2 separate regions of the Gossypium hirsutum genome follow, and region 2 is linked to region 1. The links are chromatin contacts, called in public Hi-C maps. All regions are on one chromosome and are shown on one strand. Each heading gives the region's core, a stretch centred on a gene start, on an enhancer-like site or on the middle of the called end of the contact. The rest is flanking DNA. Distances are from core to core; before and after follow the strand shown. Region 1 holds the start of LOC107922043 (transmembrane emp24 domain-containing protein p24beta2). Region 2 holds the start of LOC107921984 (WEB family protein At5g55860).

Region 1 (6,774 bases), core at 1,985-4,484:
AATCCCTCATCGTATGCACCACATCCTCCCTAGGCGCAGCACACCATTGGCATATAAAATCATTAGAAACCAAAGTAAAAGCAATCTATGTTGTAGTGGGAAGTATCCCATGCCTTGCCTGCCAAGCAAACAAATTGACGTCTTTTTCTTCCACACATTTCTCCAATAATATTTACGCAGAACCAATAGACCTTAATAAAAGCCAATTATACCCTGTTTTAGCGATGAACAAGACTTGATTCAACTAAAAAAATTTTAAATTTTGAGTTAATCAAATTGAGTTTTTGGTATTTTCGAGCCAAATCGTATAAGTAATTTAAGTTTCGAGTTCGAGTCGAGTTGAAATTTACAATTTGAATAACTCAAATGACAGATTGGTGTAAGTACCCCTTTGGTCCTGCCAATTTTGAAAATGAACAAATTGGTCTCTGTCAACAAAAATTTAAAAATTTTCAGAAAAAATCAAAGTAATTTATAAAAATTCCAATATTTATAAAAATTCAACAATTTATATTTTTTTTAAAAATTACAAAAATAAAAAAATAAAATTCTAAAGAATTTATAAAAAATGTTAAAAGAAATTCTAAAATAATAATTTTGGGACCTAAATAAGTAAATTAATAATTTAAGTTTATCATACTAAATTATATTTTCTCTTATTTTGCTTTAAAAGAGTTTTCAAATATATATAATTTCAAATTGGGATAAATCTCAAAATTATACATGAATTTTAATTTGGTACCATTATACACGTGAAATTCTGATTAAGCATAACATTAAATTAAATGAAAAAAGATTATATTAGTATAGACATATTATAATTGTAAAATAAAAATAAAGCTAAATATTTAGAATTCATTATCTTTTTACTATGGTTTTCAAAATTAAATCATATTAGATAAGTTCATCGGATGGATTAAATTAAATATTAGATGGGATATCATTCCAGAACAATATGTTAGATCGATTGACTCACGAATCTATATATATCAAATGAATTTTTTAATATAAATTTTTAATTTTTGTAATCGAATAAATGGAATTAATGAAGTAATGATTTAATGCACTCGACCACTAATTTTATTAGGGTAAATTACACCAACAATCACTCAACTTTAAGGTAGTTAACAAAACAATTACCTAGATTTCATTTCAGTCACTCAACTTTTGAAAAATAACAAAACGGTTACTAACGTTATAAAAAAGTGACAAAACAGTCACTAATTAACAGTTTCCGTTGGTGTCTTAACGGGACCACTGATGTGGCAAGTTAACTGCTGGTGTGGCAAATTAGCTTGCCACATGGAATGTCCACAGTGGAAACCCATCCAATTTAAGAAGAAATTAAAAAAAACCCTAAAAAAACCCTTAATAATAGAGGAGAAGAAGAAGAAGAAACACCATGATCGCATTCAGGAATTTAACCAATATTTGGCTAATCTAACTGAGCATTATGACATCCCTAAAGTTGGCCCGATTAATTTGCCATCACTAACTCAAATTGCTGTGTTTCATAACATTGGCAATTATTGGCACTGGATAGGGGTCTCAAGTGTTGGTTGAGCCTCCGTGCCGCATTCGAAATACAAATAAAGAACCTCTAGAGCCCTTTCCTAGTCTGGTATTCTCATCAATATACGTGATCTGTAGCTTGACCTCGCTCTCGCCACCATATCGGAAGTCTATTGCTCTTACCCTCAGCTCAGGTGGCTCAAAATTACTTGAATCCATTGATGATCCAAGACCGTCAGCTTTCCAGCACAATGCATGAAGGAACATGTATTAGTGGAGATGACATCCACAATCTCACATCACATTAATTGAGTTTCACAGAAAAGATGAATAAATGGGATTCTAGATGCTTATGCATGAACTAACCCATAAGTCAATTTTGGTTATTAGTCATAAAATTACAATGTGGCAACATGGTACTGCTAGTTAAAGATAAAGATGCCGACATTATATCAAGTGATGACTAGTGAGGTTAACGTAGGGTGGGAGTGGCCTTACCTTTCAATAAGACCTCTCCATCAAGAAACCCAAAAATAAAGGAGACTTTGTTTCGTACGGAGTCAGGAGCTTCAATAGCCTGAACCATGTCATTGGTCTTGAAGAAAAGGCGCCCCAATGCACTTCTGTAGCCGCCTCCTAGTGACATGGGATTTGAACAGTAAATTGCATCCCAATCTGGAAAAACCACAAGACCCACTAGAGGTGCTCATGGGCCGGGCCGGACTGGGTTTGGGCTAGGTTTGGGCTGGGCCCATAACAAATTTCGACCCAGCTCAAAATATGGGCCTAAAATTTTGCTCAGGCCCGGCCCGGAAAAAATCATAAGCCCGAGTCCGGCCTGGCCCGACCCATTTTTTTAATAAATACCAAAAATTTATTTTAAAAATTAAAAAAAGTATTTTAAAAATATTTTAAAATTAAAAAAAATTAAAAAGTATTTTAAAATTAAAAAATAATAAAAAAAAGTATTTTAAAAATATTTTAAAATTAAAAAATTTAAAAAATAAATATATTTATTATATCGGGCCGAGCCGAGCTCGGGCAAAAAAAGTAGTGCTCGAGGCTCGGCCCGTTTTCTAAATGGGCCTTATTTTTTTGCCCAAGCCCATATTTCGAGCCTATATTTTTACCCAAACCCTCCCATATTTCGGATGAGCACCTCTACCGCCAACAATGGCGAAAGGTTATAGAGGAAGAGAGCCAAGAAGAAGAAGAAGAGCAAAGACATGGTATTTCAATGGCAAAGAATCAGACCCTACCAAATTAGGCAAAGAAGAATTTTTTTTTTACAGTCTCCTCTTCTTCTCTGTTATTAAGGATTTTTTTAGTGTTTTTTTCAATTTCTTCTTAAATTGGGTGGATTTCCACTGTGGACATCTAACGTGACAAGTTAATTGGCCACATCAGCTAGTTAACTTGCCACATCAGCTAGTTAATCAGTGATTGTTTTGTCACTTTTTTATAATGTTAGTGACCGTTTTATTATTTTTTAAAAGTTGAGTAACTGAAATAAAACTTAAGTGACTGTTTTGTTAGCTACCCAAAATTGAGTGACTGCTAGCGTAATTTACCCATTTTATTATGAAAAACAACTTCAAATAAATTTCAAAACCATTAAAAAAAAGACAACAGGGCAACGCTGGAACTTCATTAGAAAAGGATGTTATTGTGTAGGTGAGATACAGGTGATTATTACCATGTCAAAGACAGCCTCATTAGACCCCTCTTCAAAAGTGCCGAACTCCTATATAACTCTTCTCTCTGCATCTCTTGTACTGTTTCTGTCTTCAAAACGCCTCGAAAGATCTAATCTCTCACCTTCTTCTAAACTCTTCAAATAAGGCAAAGAAAAAAAAACACCCAAAAGGTAAACTTTATTTAATATTTTTAATTAAATTTCGTAGCTTTTGTTTTTGACTTTCATAGTTTTGATCTAGTTTTGAATTGTTTTCCTGCCTTTTTCCTAATACACTGAATAGATCATTCGTCTAATCCCACCTTGTTTATATGCTTTCTTCTTTGTTTTTGCTTTAATTATTGTGGGTTTTGCTTGGGAATTTTCAGGTTCGAACAGGTTTCTAGTTTTTTTAATGTTTTTTGGTATTAAAAAATTTCTTGGTTTTAATCAATTATCATGAACTTGAAGGATAAGAAAAAGGAAAAAGATGGTGGGAATTTCTCTGGGTTTTCAATTCCATGACTTGTTTCGGTATTTCTCGCGGAATTTCTGTTGTTACTGTTTATAAATGATTAGTTTTCATGGTTTTTTTAATTCCCAGTGGTTTTTGAAAAGCATTAATCTCTTAGCATTTGATTTTATATACTTTGCTGCATGTACAATCAAACTAGTGCAATATATTCATATTGTTTATCATGTTTCATAACTTGGATCCGTTGACTATGTAATTTGCAGATGAAAATCGGGTTCCTTGTATTTGTAGCTGTTGCATTGCTAGCATTCTTGTGTAGCCCGAATGCCGTGTATGGAATTAGATTCGTAATTGATAGAGAAGAATGCTTCTCTCACGATGTTAAGTATGAAGGGGATACAATTCATGTGTCGTTTGTTGTCATCAAGGCTGATTCAACTTGGCATAATAGTCATGAGGGTGTTGATCTGGTGGTAAGCTTCCTCTTCTCCTTATTACGGCTAATTTGGTTTCGACATTGTCATTCGTGCCTTATGCTTCAACTGCTAGCATGTAGTTCAGTTTCTTACTTAGGGCATAGTTAAGAGTGTGAACTGCAAGAGAATAGTGTTTTAGATTTGGTGATCTTGTGGATCTATATCAGATCTGACTCCTCTATTACTTATACTGATTATGAGCCCTTTTCTCAAAGTCCAAAATCGAATTTGAAATTATAGTTTGTATTACATGAAAAACATAAGTTTCTAGTCCATCAACAATATACTCTTGTATTGGACAAGAAATGGAAACAGATTCCAAATGTTCCACTTTTAGGAACCTATCAGCTGCAAAGGCGATTATTAGGGGTTGTTCTTTCTCTACAAAGTTCCATGGTGCTTTAGGTGGTAATAAGTTGTCTTGATCTGAATAAGTTGGATTCTGAAAATAGGGTCATAAATTTTTTTACTTATAGTGCTTTCAAGTCATACGATAAGATGAACATAAAGATTTTCCCTTTTTCTTTTGAATTGCCTATTTGCATAAACTGTTCAGGAACTCAAATTAACAATCTTATTTTACTTGCTACTTGTTGTGGTTACTAGGTGAAGGGACCTACCGGTGATCAGATTCAAGACTTTCGAGACAAGATAAGTGAGAAATTTGAGTTTGTTGCTCATCAAAAAGGAATTCACCATTTCTGTTTCAGTAATAAATCTCCTTACTATGAAACGGTCGACTTTGATGTACATGAAAGTCATTTTACATACTATGATCAGCATGCAAAGGATGGTGAGTCGTTTTCTGTTTGCTTTTATGTTTCTCTTCTGCTGTTGAACCTTTAATATAAAGAGTACTGAGTGCTATTCTCATGCTTATCTGCAGAGCATTTCAACCCTTTGTTAGAACAAATATCTAAGTTAGAGGAAGCTCTTTATAACATCCAGTTTGAACAGCACTGGTTAGAGGCTCAGACAGAACGTCAGGCAATAGGTATATTCATATTAAACACTTTTTTGTTTTTAATTACAGACAGTTGTGGACGATGTTACATCATTGATACCTTTGAGACTTGTTTATCTGTTACCATAACTTCAAACTCATAGGTAGCTGAAGCCTTTACCTTGAATCAATTCGAGACAATTGTTAGATTCAATTGTGAATTACTATAAAGTGTCACTTCGTTATGTTTTAAAACTTATATGATTTAGGTTGCTAAACTATGTTTATTAGATACTTTAGATTTGTATGCTAGGAGTCACTTTTCGCCATATTTTGCTCACTGAATGGCTGAAGAGTTTGTTTCGATGCATGTAAATATGCATGTTTTATATATATATATATAAATCATAGAAGTAATCTAAGCTTTGTTGCATATCGTGAGGATGAAAAAGAATTTAGGTGAAACCATGTTTTTTTTTTTTTTGTCAAGACTTGGTTAGAGCAATGATTAGAGCTCTTTCCTAGATGACATGGGTTCAAATCTTGTCACCCTTTCCCCTTCCCCCAATATTGTATGATAAAAAAAATATATGTTTTTGAGATGCTGGTGCTAATAGATATTATACAAGGAAAAAGAACCCTTTAATGTAGGCATTGCTTGAATTGCTCTCATGATTCCTTTCCAGTTGATTACTTTTTCTTCTAATGATTCTCTGTTACTATAAATGCAGTAAATGAAGCCATGAGTAAAAGAGCAGTTCACAAGGCCTTTTACGAATCTGCAGCACTAATTGGAGCCAGTGTTCTTCAAGTTTACCTACTCCGCCGCCTTTTTGAACGAAAGCTTGGAATGTCCCGGGTTTAGTTTTAGCACTGCACTGCAATGTTTCATTAGCTATAGGATCATGCAGACTATTGTCATCTCAGGCACTTGATACATACATGAATTTATGAAATCAGTGACGTTTTCTGTTTTTAAGTCTTTAGATTTATCATTGTTGAGTAAACATAAACTATATAAAGCATGATTGGTTCAAGTTATTTCTGCTAAAATTGTTTATGGTTCCATGGTTTCATTATGTTCATCAGCCATCGGTTGCTACTCATGCAAACTTTAGAGGCATATGATGTTCTTATGCATGTTGAGACAAAATGAAATAGAATTTTTCGAAAAACACACCAATCACATGTATAACAACATGAAGAAGGAATGTGTCACGTGAAAGTTCTATGGCTTGTAACACAAGGATGGCAAAAGACAATGAAATACCACAGCTTCTAATAACATCCCACCAAATCAATAAATATAGATACAGTAAGTGTTTTGTCTTCTTTACTTCTCCCTCCCACCAGAATTAAATTTTACACCACAAAGAAAAATCCAGAAGGGCTTATCAAGCCTTACAGACCCTATCTTGTTTAGGAATATATGGTGGGGCTTCAATATACTTGTGGAAGCTCTTATGTCTTATACGAGTAGAGCATCGTCAAGATTCCGCAGGCGGGGCTTGAACGCAGCAAAACCATTTTTTCTGAAAAAAACAGTTGATAACGATCATTGTAAGCAATACCAAAGCAAATTGTTATTTTTTTACAGTTGGTCAAGAATAGGTTATCACCACTGCCTAACATATGCAGCTAGATGCCAAGAACAAATCATTAGATGTTACTTACAGGTTGGGTTTTGCCAGGA
Region 2 (6,774 bases), core at 2,986-5,485, 180 kb before region 1:
CTCTTGTTTTTATTTATATATAAAATCAAGTAGATTCACCTGCTTCTCATTCCTCAATCAAAATAATGCAAATTAGACAAGTTTCAGGCTGATAATCAGGATGTGAAGAACATTTGTTGTGTGTGTATATATATATATACTACCAGTCATTTGAGTGACCAAAAACATCAAAGCTTAACTTTGCTTCGTGCCGAAGGCTCGTCAACATCATTGCTGCCACATTGCTCTCCAAGAACTTTTGGCACTTAAAACAACACAAACATTCATTTCCATTGCCAAGTCATCAATTAACCTAATAGTAATAATATACACAAGTCATTTACTCCACCTTGCTTGCAAACTAATCCTTAGATGTTCCACTTTAAATTCCTCACACAAGAATAACAGGGATTTGATTTCACAGTTCTCAGATGTACACACAACCAAATATGTTTCTCTCAACCATTGATAAATGTACAAAGATCAGGCAAATGCAATGTTACAGAGTCTTCTCACCTGGCAGATACGACGGAGATCCACCCTCAATTTGGTTCTTTCTTCGATTGAAGATACCGCTGATATTAGGTAAAAGCACCTTTTTCGAGACAGAAGACTTCTCTTTTTCCAACATTTTAGCCTGCACAATTTTCTCTGCTGGGTTCTGCTTTTGAATTCTGTAGTGCTGGGGGGATGATTCTGTTGACATCTGTGCTTCTATCAGAATCCGAGATGCAGCTGCAACTGCTTTCTTCTGTTCCTTTTCACGCCACTTCCGGAGCTCTCCCTCCACAGTCCTCTTTGCAGCTTCAGCCATCTCTGCCCTCTTCAAAGCATCTGCAGTTGCAACCTTCATATCTTCAATCTCTTTTTGAGTTGCCTCTAGTCTCTTAAGTGCCTCATTTTCACTAGCCTTCACAGCTTCAACCTGAGCCATGGCAGCAGCCACTTTCATTTCAGCTATATTATCTGACTCTTCAACTTTACGACTCAAAGACTCGAACTCTTCCCTGGAGATAGTTATATTGGCTCCAGATTCAGAGGTTGAGGCACGTGCAGCATTTGTTTTCTCAGAAAGCATCTTTATTTGATCAAGTGCCCTAGTCTCGGCTTCTTTTGCAGCTTCCGCTTCTTCCAGAGCAACCACCAGCCGCTTATCTGCTTCCTGAAGTGCAATTCTCGAGGCTTCAGCTTCCAACTTTAACTTCTCTGCTTCCTTTTTCATCTCTTCTGCTTTTCGCGGCGCATTTTCTGTTTCCACTGATAGCTGTTGGAGGGTTGATAACATTTCTGCACAGGCACCTCTTGTTTTGGATTCCTCCGAAAGGAAAGCTTCAAGCTCTGATTTACTTTTCCGAAGCTTGACATGCAGATTCCCAGCAATGGACTCAGTTTCCGCTTCCTTCTCCTTCAGCTCAGAATGCTCTTTATTCACATTTTCTAGTTCCACCTTAAGAGACTCCACCAAACTCCTCAAGGAATTCTCTTCTTCAGCGACTTTTTGCAGCGATTCTTTAGCACCATCTAGCTCTGAAGTAATTGTTCGCACAGACTCCAGATCGGAAGCCTTTGCACTTTCCATCTGTTTCTGCAAAGACCCAATCTGATTATCTGTTTCAAGCAGTTGAGCTTCAAGATTTCGCATAAGCTTAGGGTCAAATTCATTCTTCAAAGCAAGCAACTTCTTTGTTGACTCTTCAAGGGTAGCTTTATATAATTGCTTCTGAGTGTCCTTTTCAGCAAACATTTTAGCTTGTTCTTGCTGTGTTTCAAGAGATGCAAGCTTCACTTGTCCGATCGACTCCTGTACATATGAAATTTCCCTAGAGAGCTCTCCAACCTTCTCCATGTTAACCTTAGCTGCATGTTCAGCTTCTTCTGTTTGGTTGAAGGCAGCAATTTTCGCTTCTAAGGATGCATCACAGTCCTGACGGACCTTCCTCAATTCTTGTTTAGCAGCATCAAGTTCAGTAATTACAATCATGTATTGTTCCCTTGCAGTTTCCGAGTCCTGGCTCCTAGTTCCATCGGGTCCGGGAAGAATACCAGAATTTGCTTCTTCAATCTGCTTAGCCTTATTCTTTGCAGCATCTGTAGCCTTGGCTGCACAATCCTTGGACTCGTTAACAGTTTTGAGTTTGTGTGAGAGTTCCTCAGCTGTTTTTTTAGCCCTTTCTAGCTCTACAAGTGCTTGAGCCTTAGTTATCTCAGCATTTGATAGCTGTTCCTTTAACTTGTTCAACTCTTTTTGAGTAAGGTGAAGCTGAGTCTCCTTGGCTAGAACTCTCTGCAACTCAAATCCAAATAAGAATAGAAGATTAATGGACTATCGAGATTTCCCAGCAATCCATCCCTGAAGCTCTGGTTGTGCAGTTAGTAATTGAACAATGAGAACATTAATATATGCAGCTTAGAAAGACGTCAAAACACTCCTTACATAGGCTTCTTAGCCTTCACATAAAATAGATGCTTTACTCATAATCATGAGTGGTACCATTCTTATGCTTTTTAATATTTACAATCATTAGAGATGATCGAGAACCAGAGAATATACAAGTGAAAGAAAGAATTTGACACATACTACTACGACTTGACACAACATTTCAGGTGAAAGAAGAAAGAGAACTTCTGCGAATCAGTATTACCTCTGCAGAGTGAGCTTTTGCCTTTTTCATGGCAGGTTTTTCCCCAGAGAAAGCGCCTTCACCAAATAGAGTGACAGCATCTTTAACAGATTGGAAAGGTGCACTAGTATCTATCTCTCCCACCTCCACTTTCTGAGAGTCAGTGGCATTCTGGCGTCCCTTTGCAACCATAATGTTTTGCTTGTTCGTTATTACTCTGAAGTTCACAAGTTCAATAAAGAAAAAATAAGACGGCGATGTGAGCTCCCAATCACCAACATGTCTCAGAGGAATGAATAAGAAATGTAATCTCAAAGAAATTTCTAGTCTCTTCAGCCAACTGATTCTTTGGCATTACTGTATGGCTAAACGTCTTAATAAGATGAGCTGATCACAACATAGACCAGTAATTTCGGGCAGTGAAAAAATGCACTAACCAAAAGAGAGATAATAAGTTTAAGAAGTGAAACCTTGTGTTATACATCTGTCCTAGACTACCCAAAAGTTCATATAAAATCCTCACTACAATGTACATAAATGAAAATAGATTATTCCAGTAAAAAACTGGTCAAAATCACCAAGATTTCAACATCATCATGAAAATCACACTATGAATGAAGCTCACCATACCTTAAATATCCTTCTCAAGTCTTCAACCAAATTGGCTAGGAAGCTTTAACTTTTCTCTCCTAGAAATTCAAAGCAACAGAACCCTAGCTCAACATCAAACAATAAAAGAAAGGAAGAAATATCTTTAAGAAAATTTTTCTAGAATTCAAGAACATGACAAAATTGATGCCTCCAGTATAGAAGTCAAAAGAAAAGTAAAAGACAATTTAACAAAACAAACAAAATTCCATGTCAGAAAATTTGCCTATAACTGCTTAAACCAAAAGAAAAAAAAATTTAAAACCCAGAAACAAAAAGTCTTCAAATGAAAAAAAAAGAAAGAGGGGGGTGGGGAGAGAAGCACCTTGTCTAAAGCTAAAAGCCCTTCACAGCTTCATGACCATCTTCTTTGATCTTCATACTATTCCTTCTTTCTATAAAATAAAAACCCTTTTAGTCTTTCAACCTAACGACCAAAATCCACCAAGAAATACCCAAGCTTTCGACAGGAATCTCCCAAGAAAATTTGATAAAAAATTCTCTGCCAAGAAACAACTAGGCTTCTTGGAAAAAGATTTCGTGGGTTTTAATCAAAAGGGGGGAGGGGAGCTAACTATCTTCCTTTTTGCTAGTATTTTTTTGTTTTTGTTTTTGAAGGTTTCAAATAGTAAAAATTGCAACTTTAGAGAGAGATAAAGAGGAAGAGAGTTTGAATATTCGAAAGCAGTTTGAGACAAAAATTTACATCGGCAAAGACAATGAAGAGAGAGAAAGCAGGAGAGACTGTTTCCTTGATGGAGAGGCAGGCTTTCCAAGATTGTACTTCTTGGACAGTGTTGTAGAATGTCTTAAAATGAAAGGGTAGTTTTGTCTGAAAGATACTAGTTATGTGAAGAATGGTCAGGGTTGGCACGTTAAAAGTCTAGAGTGATGGCAGCTGAGAAGTGACGAAATGACAATGACTGAAAGAAAAATGTGTTTGTTAAAGAGGTTTGGTTATGGATACAATTACTTGCATTGCTGCTGCTCCCATCTTTCTCATTCACTCTTGTATTTATTGTTTGTTTCTTCTTTTCTTTACTTTTTTTTTTTGTTTTTTTTTGTTTTCCATTTTGTCCTCCTTTAGTTATTGTATAAACGCATTCAGTAGGTTCATTAAAAGAGTAAATATTGACACAAAATTTAAATTTATTTCATATCTAATATGAAAATTTAATCCTCGATCATTGACTAGATATTATCATATCACCTAACTTCCGTGGTTAAAATCAAAACAAAATTTTAAATCAACCCACATAACAAAATTTTTTATCTTTTGATTCAAATTCAAACTAATCCTTATTAATAGGCCACAACTTACTATTCAAAATTGCTTTCTTATTATCATTAAAGAAGTTTAACATTTTTTTTTAAATTTGGGAAAGATACTAACACCGTTGTAAATTTAATATGATTTTACACCCTTTCATAATTTTTTATCATTGATATTTTAATAATTCAATCGTTGAATTTATTAATATAATTGTACTTAGCATGTATGTAAACTTTCGAATTGATCTAATATCTCTATTATATCAATTTAAAATATTGTTTATATTAAAATATATTTAATGTTTAAAAGTTTTTTTACAGAAAATAAATAGTTAAAAGATTTTCTTTACTCCAAATTTGATATCCTGAATTATATTAATCAGATATAAAATTTGACGGTTGAATTGTTAAAATATAAGCATAAACAAATTGTTAATTTTACTACCTTTGCAAATGAATCTCTCTCCATGTTTGAAATACATATTTTAACCCTTTTTTTTCATAAACACTTTTTACAATGATAGATAATATCAAACTTTAAAATACACGTTTTAAAAGTATTTTCCAACCTTAATGATAACATGATCTTGTAAGGTTGATTCAAATGGTAAACAAGTAGAATTTTTTTTTCCTTTGGTCTTGATTTTAACAGAAAATATGAATAAATTTGCAATAGGTTAAATTTCATTAATAATTTGTGTGTGGATTTAATTCTTATATTTCATTTTGGTCATTTTTAATTTTTGTATTTTTAGTATTTGAAAATTTTAGTTAGGATCAAATGTTAGTTATTAAGTTTATTAAGTTTATTAAGTTATGTTATTTTTAAAAATTAACACGACAAATATATAATCGCATATATAATGTCATGTCAGATTGTTTTTTCACATGTTACTCACAAAAAAAATCAATTAAAAATTTTAACGACTATGGTTTACATTAAGACTAAAATTCTAAAATTCAAAAAATATAGCGAGTAACAATGATTCAGTTGAAGAACACTAACTAAATCTATAACTTTTCGCACAACGTAGGACTAATAGTAGAATTTAACGAAACAGATTTTAACTATTACTGTTTGGTCAAAACTGAACTTTTAAAAATTAAAAAATATAGGGATTAAACTTGACCAATTCAAAGAATATAGAGATTAAATTTGATCAAATTAACGTATATGTACTAAATTCACGAGACTATAGAATCTAATAGTTGAGTATTTTAAAAGTTTTAAGATTATAGAGAAAATGTATGGATTGAGAGGAAGGGAAACTTGGTTTGCTTGTAGGACAACAGACAAAACATAACCTTTGAACCTCTCTTGATTAAAATTAATGAATGCAACTCTCTCAATCTCAACCTCAGAGCATTTTTGTCGGATAGCAATTAGCAATACAGCTTACAGCTACCTAGCCTCTGCTTCTTTAGGCGGTTGTGGGACAGCAATAAAAAGTACAAATTTTATGTATGACCTGTAAATGGACCCAAACTTAAGAAGGGATTATATTGGATGGCATTGGCATGCACTACTTAATATTTGATTTCCATGTCCCATGAATCTGTATGTAGTAACTTCAAAGTTCAACTTTGTTTTTACAAGAAAACTGTAGACCCCCATTTCAAAGTTAAGTGGGATGTGAGGAAAAAAGGGAAGCTCAAAATTGTTTCATTAAACTAATGTATCTTCCACCTTATGTTTTCATTTCAGAAAGGGCAATATTAGTTTATGAGTAGGTAGAGATTAAAGCTAGACCTACTAGCTTATGTTTGGTTGCCAGTAGGAAGAAAATCATCAACAAAGATTGAAATTCATTGCGGTTGTGACGACACTATTTTGTTCTTCAAATGAGGTACCAGTAGCATCAGATGGGTAGGGTTGCTTCACCAATCTATCAGCTTTCCTAATTCTTCCAAGCTCTTTCCACACTCTTTACCTTGCACCTAATGTACTTTTCCCTTATCGATATCTTCTGAAAATTTTACTTAGAAAAAACATATATCAAATTTTTATCGTTTATTAAAATTTATAATGTTGGTATTGGTATAACGTTAAAAATTTTGATATAACGTATGCACCTTTTTTTTTTTCTGAGCATACAGTAGAATCCCTCAAGCTCCTCACCTCTCCCATCTACGAGCACAACAAGTTGCTTGGCTTGCAGCGAGCAAATTCTACAGCACCAATTTCAACAAAGGTTGGCACCTTTAAGTTTTCACTAGTGGTTCTTCTTGACATGCTTCGGGAAGGGGGCAGTCT

What was found. Hi-C and Micro-C count contacts between places; a contact is called where the count stands out from the background.
Region 2: a Hi-C map of hypocotyl shows a contact between it and region 1, with 2.1 times the contacts expected there. The contact joins the promoter of LOC107921984 here to the promoter of LOC107922043 in region 1. A contact is called at or near these places in 5 of 34 Hi-C or Micro-C datasets (fibers, hypocotyl, leaf and 1 more).

What each region holds. Positions count from the first base shown.
Region 1 is chrD01:12,140,920-12,147,693 of Gossypium_hirsutum_v2.1, reverse strand. It overlaps LOC107922043 (transmembrane emp24 domain-containing protein p24beta2), which reads left to right and starts at 3,234. Exons shown (of 5, transcript XM_016851872.2): 1 at 3,234-3,378; 2 at 3,924-4,135; 3 at 4,745-4,931; 4 at 5,025-5,132; 5 at 5,813-6,122. The coding sequence starts at 3,926. The coding sequence ends at 5,946. It overlaps LOC121213844 (protein NOI4), which reads right to left. Exons shown (of 3, transcript XM_041087050.1): 2 at 6,756-6,774; 3 at 6,331-6,613. The coding sequence ends at 6,569.
Region 2 is chrD01:12,325,816-12,332,589 of Gossypium_hirsutum_v2.1, reverse strand. It overlaps LOC107921984 (WEB family protein At5g55860), which reads right to left and starts at 4,235. Exons shown (of 5, transcript XM_041087056.1): 1 at 3,574-4,235; 2 at 3,231-3,313; 3 at 3,071-3,122; 4 at 2,622-2,817; 5 at 246-2,263. The coding sequence starts at 3,084. The coding sequence ends at 479.